2 separate regions of the Triticum aestivum genome follow, and region 1 is linked to region 2. A link is a contact called in public Hi-C data. All regions are on one chromosome and are shown on one strand. Each heading gives the region's core, a stretch centred on a gene start, on an enhancer-like site or on the middle of the called end of the contact. The rest is flanking DNA. Distances are from core to core; before and after follow the strand shown.

What was found. A called contact is a pair of places that touch in the nucleus more often than the background predicts.
Region 1: a contact with region 2 is called in a Hi-C map of leaf, with 5 times the contacts expected there. The contact joins the promoter of LOC123047388 here to the promoter of LOC123047374 in region 2. A contact is called at or near these places in 2 of 5 Hi-C or Micro-C datasets (both in leaf).

The regions. Positions count from the first base shown.
Region 1 is chr1A:306,711,150-306,713,999 of IWGSC CS RefSeq v2.1, reverse strand. LOC123047388 (protein STABILIZED1) reads right to left here and starts at 1,291. Exons shown (of 2, transcript XM_044470931.1): 1 at 1-1,291. The coding sequence starts at 1,162.
Region 2 is chr1A:305,758,305-305,761,004 of IWGSC CS RefSeq v2.1, reverse strand. It overlaps LOC123047374 (mediator of RNA polymerase II transcription subunit 16), which reads left to right and starts at 1,370. Exons shown (of 16, transcript XM_044470922.1): 1 at 1,370-2,002. The coding sequence starts at 1,581.

The sequences.
Region 1 (2,850 bases), core at 42-2,541, 950 kb before region 2:
TTGCAGCCTGCAGCCACAGCTTCACAGAGTTGGGAATTGCCTTCACACCCCTGGCAATTACAGCCTTTGACTCGTCTGGGCTAGCCAACCGGCATGCCTCGAACCACACATCCTCGTTCTTGGGGCACTCCTCACAGCCCCTCTGAATGAGCTGCCGAGCAGACTGGAGCTTGCCAGCAACCTCTTCAAGCCTGGCAGCAGCAATCCAACCTGGAGGATGCTTTGGGTTTGTCTGCGTCACAGACCTGAGCAGCAGTCTCGCCTTCTTAATGTCAGAGATCTCAGCATCGCTAGTAATTTTCATGCTTTTCAAGTCTGTAAGGTATCCCTTTGGATCAACAACAGTAAGCCCAGAAACTGAATCTGACAGCCTGTCCAATTTCAGCGAAAGCACAGTACCGCGGCCCTCACCCACGGCAGTCAGGTCGGTAACCGGAGTTTGAGCCCACGGTGTCTCAGTGCCACCAGCCGCACGGCTCTTGGGGTCCAGCGCTGTGACATGCTCCTGCTCCTGCCGGGCCTTCTCAAGCAGAGTGTCCGGCACCGGGACAAAGCTCTCGAAACGCTTCTTCTTGTTGCGCGCCGAGTAATCCCCAATTTCAGGTATGCTTTCCCACTCCTGCACGGACACATCAGCCAGCTTCCTCTTGAGATCAGCAAACTGCTCGGTGATCTTGGGGTTGGACGCACGGTACTTCTCAATCTCCTGCTTGAGCCGCGCCTCGCGCCGATCCTTGCGGCGCAGGTCCATCCTCTGGTCGATGCTCTCCCAGACAGCATCAGCCTCGCGGTCATCATCGTCGTAGTCGGCGTTGGAGAAGAGGCCGGCATCGTTGCCCTCGAACTCGTCGAACTTCTGGTTCTCGTCGTATCCCTTCTCCTCGTCGCCGCCTTCATCACCGCCTTCGTCCTCGCCGGGGGGCTTCCCGCGGCCGCGCCCGACAGCGGGAGGAGCAGCCGCGGCGGCGGAGCGATCTGGGAGGTCCGGGGCAGCGCGGGCCGGCCCGATATCGGAACGGGTGGTGAAGCCGGTGGCGCCACGGCCGAGACCCGCGACGTAGTTGGGGGGCGGCTTGGAGTTGAGGAAGTCGTAGCGCACGGGACGGGCGGGCGCCGCCGCCGGAGGAGGGGGCGGCGGCGGGGTCGGGGCGGGGCCGCTCATGTCGCCGAGGAGGGAGAGGCGGGAGAAGGACGGGGCGATCTGGAGGGAGGAGAGGAGCGGGGAGAGCGGCGGCGGAGCAGATGGGTTGGGTCGGGGGAGATTGGGAGAGGGCGTGACCGGCCTTTGCCGTGACCAGCTCAAGGTCTAGGGCCCCTCTTGGTGTAGTACAATTTTAGAGGCGGTGCGTGCGTGACTACGTTTTTTCTAAGAAACACGCGCATCTTTACGAAGGCAAGCACGCACACCCCCTGATATGCGATTGGGATCGAGGAACACGTATTTTCCGATCCTATCTTTCTTTTTTTTTTGACGAAAAACAGCATTGTGCTGATTTCATTCATTAAGATAGGATGAGACACTCCAAAAAATACAGGTCAAGGTTCAGGACGGCTAACAGCCAGAAAGGGGAAGGAAAAGCTATACAAATGTACACTAGAAAAAGAAAGAAAGCGAGAAAGAAATTATCTCGCGCCTGTCCATTGTGCTCCTTTGAATCCAGCGATTCTCCAAGAATTCAGCTCATTGATAATGTTCTCAGCGACCTTCGGGAAGTGGTTTGCCTTGTTGTTGGATATGCGGCTGTTTCTTTCTTTCCAAACCTGTCAGGACACCGCCATTATAAGTGATGATAGGTCCTTTTTCCTGCCTGTACGATCCAGAGCCTTTAACCACAAGTCCAATATAGAGCCAGTATGAGCAATAGGTAAGAGGTTGAATGGAAAATTATATATCGCCAGGCAATAGCCCCAGATTCCAGCCGTGAAAGGGCAGCTAGATACAAGGTGCAGACCATCCTCCCACCCTAAGTGGCATAATTGACAGATCGGGTTGTGAGGCCAACCTCGCTTCGCAAGGTTGTCCGCAGTCAAACATTTGCCCTGTACAAAGAGCCAACTGAAAAATCTTATTCTTGGTGGAACCTTGATATGCCAAATGATCTCAGGAAGAGGAGAATCAATCTTGCCCCAGATTTGACATAGGTAAGCTGACTTAGCATTATATCTTCCATCCGCTGACCATTTCCAAATGAACTCATCCTCTAGGTTGGACAAAGAGACCACACTGGATCTGTGCCAGAAGTCAATGTATTCACGCAACACCTAGGTGCCGGGGTTGCGCTTGAGAAGAGTGACCCATTTTCTATTGGTGAGTCCTTCAGCCAACGATATTCTTCTGTTCTTGCTATGCTTGAAAAGGTTAGGAAACGAAACAGCTGGAATCTCACCGTTGAGCCAGTGATCATGCCAAAAGGATATCTTAATACCACTACCAATTTTGATGGAGGTACAAGCAATGAAAAGAGCCTTAACGTGCTTGTCAGCAGGGAGCTGCAGACCTTGCCATGGTTTATCCGGATCTGTGACGCTTTGCCAAAGCCGGCGTACTTTAAGCGCCCGCCCCTGAGCTTGAAGGTCATGGATGCCAAGCCCGCCTACAGAGATGGGTGAGCACACCTGGGTCCAGCGGACAAGGCACTTGCCACAGCAGACAGCATCAGAGCCAGACCATAAAAAAGCACAACGTAGCTTTATCGATTTGCTTGATGACCCATTTTCGGTTGATGAACAGCCAGAAGCATGAAAATTGGCATTGCCGAAAGTACAAACCTCACGAGTACCATTCTTCCAGTGGAGGAGATCCACCTAGCCTTCCAGCCAGCAATCTTCTTAATTAACTTGTCAAGCAGG
Region 2 (2,700 bases), core at 121-2,620:
TCACCGTGAGCTCCGTATGCAAGCATCCTCATCGCTGTCGTGCACTTCCGGATCGAGGTGAATCCAAGTTTGCCGGTGCAATCCTTCTTGCACTTGAAGTAGCTGTCGAACTCCCGGATGGCGCCGAAATGTGTTGTCGCCGTGCAGTGGAGCGTCGGCGAAGTAGTCAGAGTAGAGCATGCAGTAGCCTTCGAGACGATGTCGGTTCCTTGCTTTCACTCGCCCCGGTGCCGAGCCACCTCGCCGCGGCTTTTCATTGCTCGCCAGCAGCTGGGCGAGGGCAGCGAGCACCATGAGATGCTCTTCCTCCTGGACGTCGGCCTCGACTTCCTCCTCCAGCAGCGCGGCGAGCACTTCCTCGTCATCCGAGTCCATCTCGTCGAGGTAGGCAAATCGCCGAACACCTAGCGCGCCGGTGGGCGTGTACCCGCCGCTAAACTACCCCTCCGCGGCCGAAAATGGCGGCCGAAAACGCCCAGCTGCTGGTGGAGGGGCTGCCTCGGCGAACCTCTGCTATTTTTTCGGCGGGGATTGGTTATCTAGTGATGAAGGGCGGCGGGCGGCGCCGGGATACAGCTAGTGGCAGCCGAGGACGCGAGGGGGGAGGCGAGTCGGGGAAGAAAGACTTACTTTTCAGCTGACGGGGTGGGCCGGCCGTGCTTTTCTCTTGCGCCAGAGCCCCGGATCGCCCCTAGCGCGCCGGGTTCGGCTTGTGAGCGCCGGGCCCAAAAACGAACCGAACCGACGCTTTTTGATATCCTGGGGCATGACTGGGGCTTTTTCTTTAACGCCGATGCAAAAAAATGACCTGAGGGAGCATGTTGGGGCCCCTCTTAGGCTGTGTTTGATAGCAAAGGGTGAAATAAACCGAAGTATCCAAAACTGCAATATTTTTGGTTGTAGGTATGAGATATCATGGTTTTATCAAAACACAGTATTTTAGAGTATTCACAATACATAGAACCTGTTTGGTTGTTGCCACACAACGCTGTAAATTTTGGTGCCTAACCATTGCGTTCAAATACTTCAACAGCTACCTAGCCGTTGCATTAGCAGTGCAAGCATGCGCAGCTAGCCGGCCGTTTGAATTCTGTTGGGTTTTTTTTAGCTAGCTAGCTGACTATCCATTACCATCTTGCGTTCATAACAACCGAAACTACCCTTTTAGAGGCAGCCAAATAACCCTTTGTAAATAAAACTACAGTAATATAAAAAAACTGTAGTATTCTGAGAATACTTAGAAAAAACTTTTGTTATCAAACGGGGCCTTAGAGTGTTTACCAAACTGCCTGTGCGAGTCAGCGTTTTCCTCGCAGACTCCGCGATCGCAGAGCCAAACCAATATAGCCATCCCGTCCCCTCCCCCCGCATCTCTCCCTTCCCCCCTCCAGCTCCTCCTCCACCCACCTGAAAGCGACGCCGGCGCACAGAGCACACCGAACTCCCCTCCTCGCCTCGTCCTCTCGCCACCCGGCTTCCCCAGCGACAGCGACGGCCGGTCGCTTCAAATGACCTAAGCACCCCCGCGCTCGCGCCCCCCTTTTTCCTCCCCTTCCCCCGTCCCATCCCTCTCCGTCCTTATGACCTCTTCGTCCCCCGCCCCAAACCCTAACCCCGTCCCCACACCGCCCCCAAACCCCGCAGCCAACGCCGCTCCCGCGAGCGGAAACGCGGTCGCAGCGTCGTCGCCGCCGCACAAGGAGCAGCAGCAGCAGAGCCAGGACGGGGTCGTCGCTGGTGGCGGAGCGGGGGTGGATGGTGGGGCCGGGGGCGGTGGCGAGGCGGTGGAGGCGGGTGTAGCGGGCGACGCGATGGAGGTTGACGGCGGAGCTGGTGGAGGCGGAGGCGGAGCTGGGGATGTGGAGGGCGGAGGTGGCAGTGGAGCGGCCGGAGGAGCGCAGCTGGCCTCGTCACCGGCGACCGTGTTCCGGATCCGCCTCAAGCAGCCCCCTGCAAGCCTCAAGTACAAGATGCGCGTGCCCGAGCTGTGCAGGAACTTCAGGTGTGGCCGCTTGAGTCGCTCACTGCCTCCTTGAACCTGCGTCATTCTCTGATGAACTTAAAAGCTACTACCATTATCTTTGTTTTAATTTCGTGACAAGGGAAAACGTGTAGCTGTGTTCATTGCAGAGACAATAGGTCATGAATTGAGTTGGCTTCCTGTGGCCTCCTAAAATGCTATGATCCCCTTTCGAAAAAGGGCTAAACACTGTTTACAGACTTACAGTTGACAATTTTAGTGAGGTCAATCGCTCTTCCCAAGCCAGAGAAAATTCGGTAAAAATGATGAAAACCATTTCAGGAAATCCACGAATGTATCTGGATGATCCATGAACAGATCTCGTGATATTCTACTGGATGTTCTATAGCTAGTCATCCTGAAATTGCTAGGTGGTGATACCACCACACTATGGTGGAAGTGGAATGCTAAGCTGAATTTGGTAATCTTTTGTGGAGTGTCTTTCTTGTTGGAGTGCACATTTATTCCCATGTCTTGGTAATAACTTCCGTAGACAGTTGGTATGCTAAACCTTTACAATTCTGCACGGTCCTTCATGGTTTCAGGAACAATTGGTGTGATCTTTAATTGGTTTGACCTGAAATGTGGATTAGCATATACCAGCTTTAAGTTTCATATTTTTAAAGCTCTAGTTCCATGCATATTTTCCTTGTTGACATATCTGTCTAAATCTGCTAGGA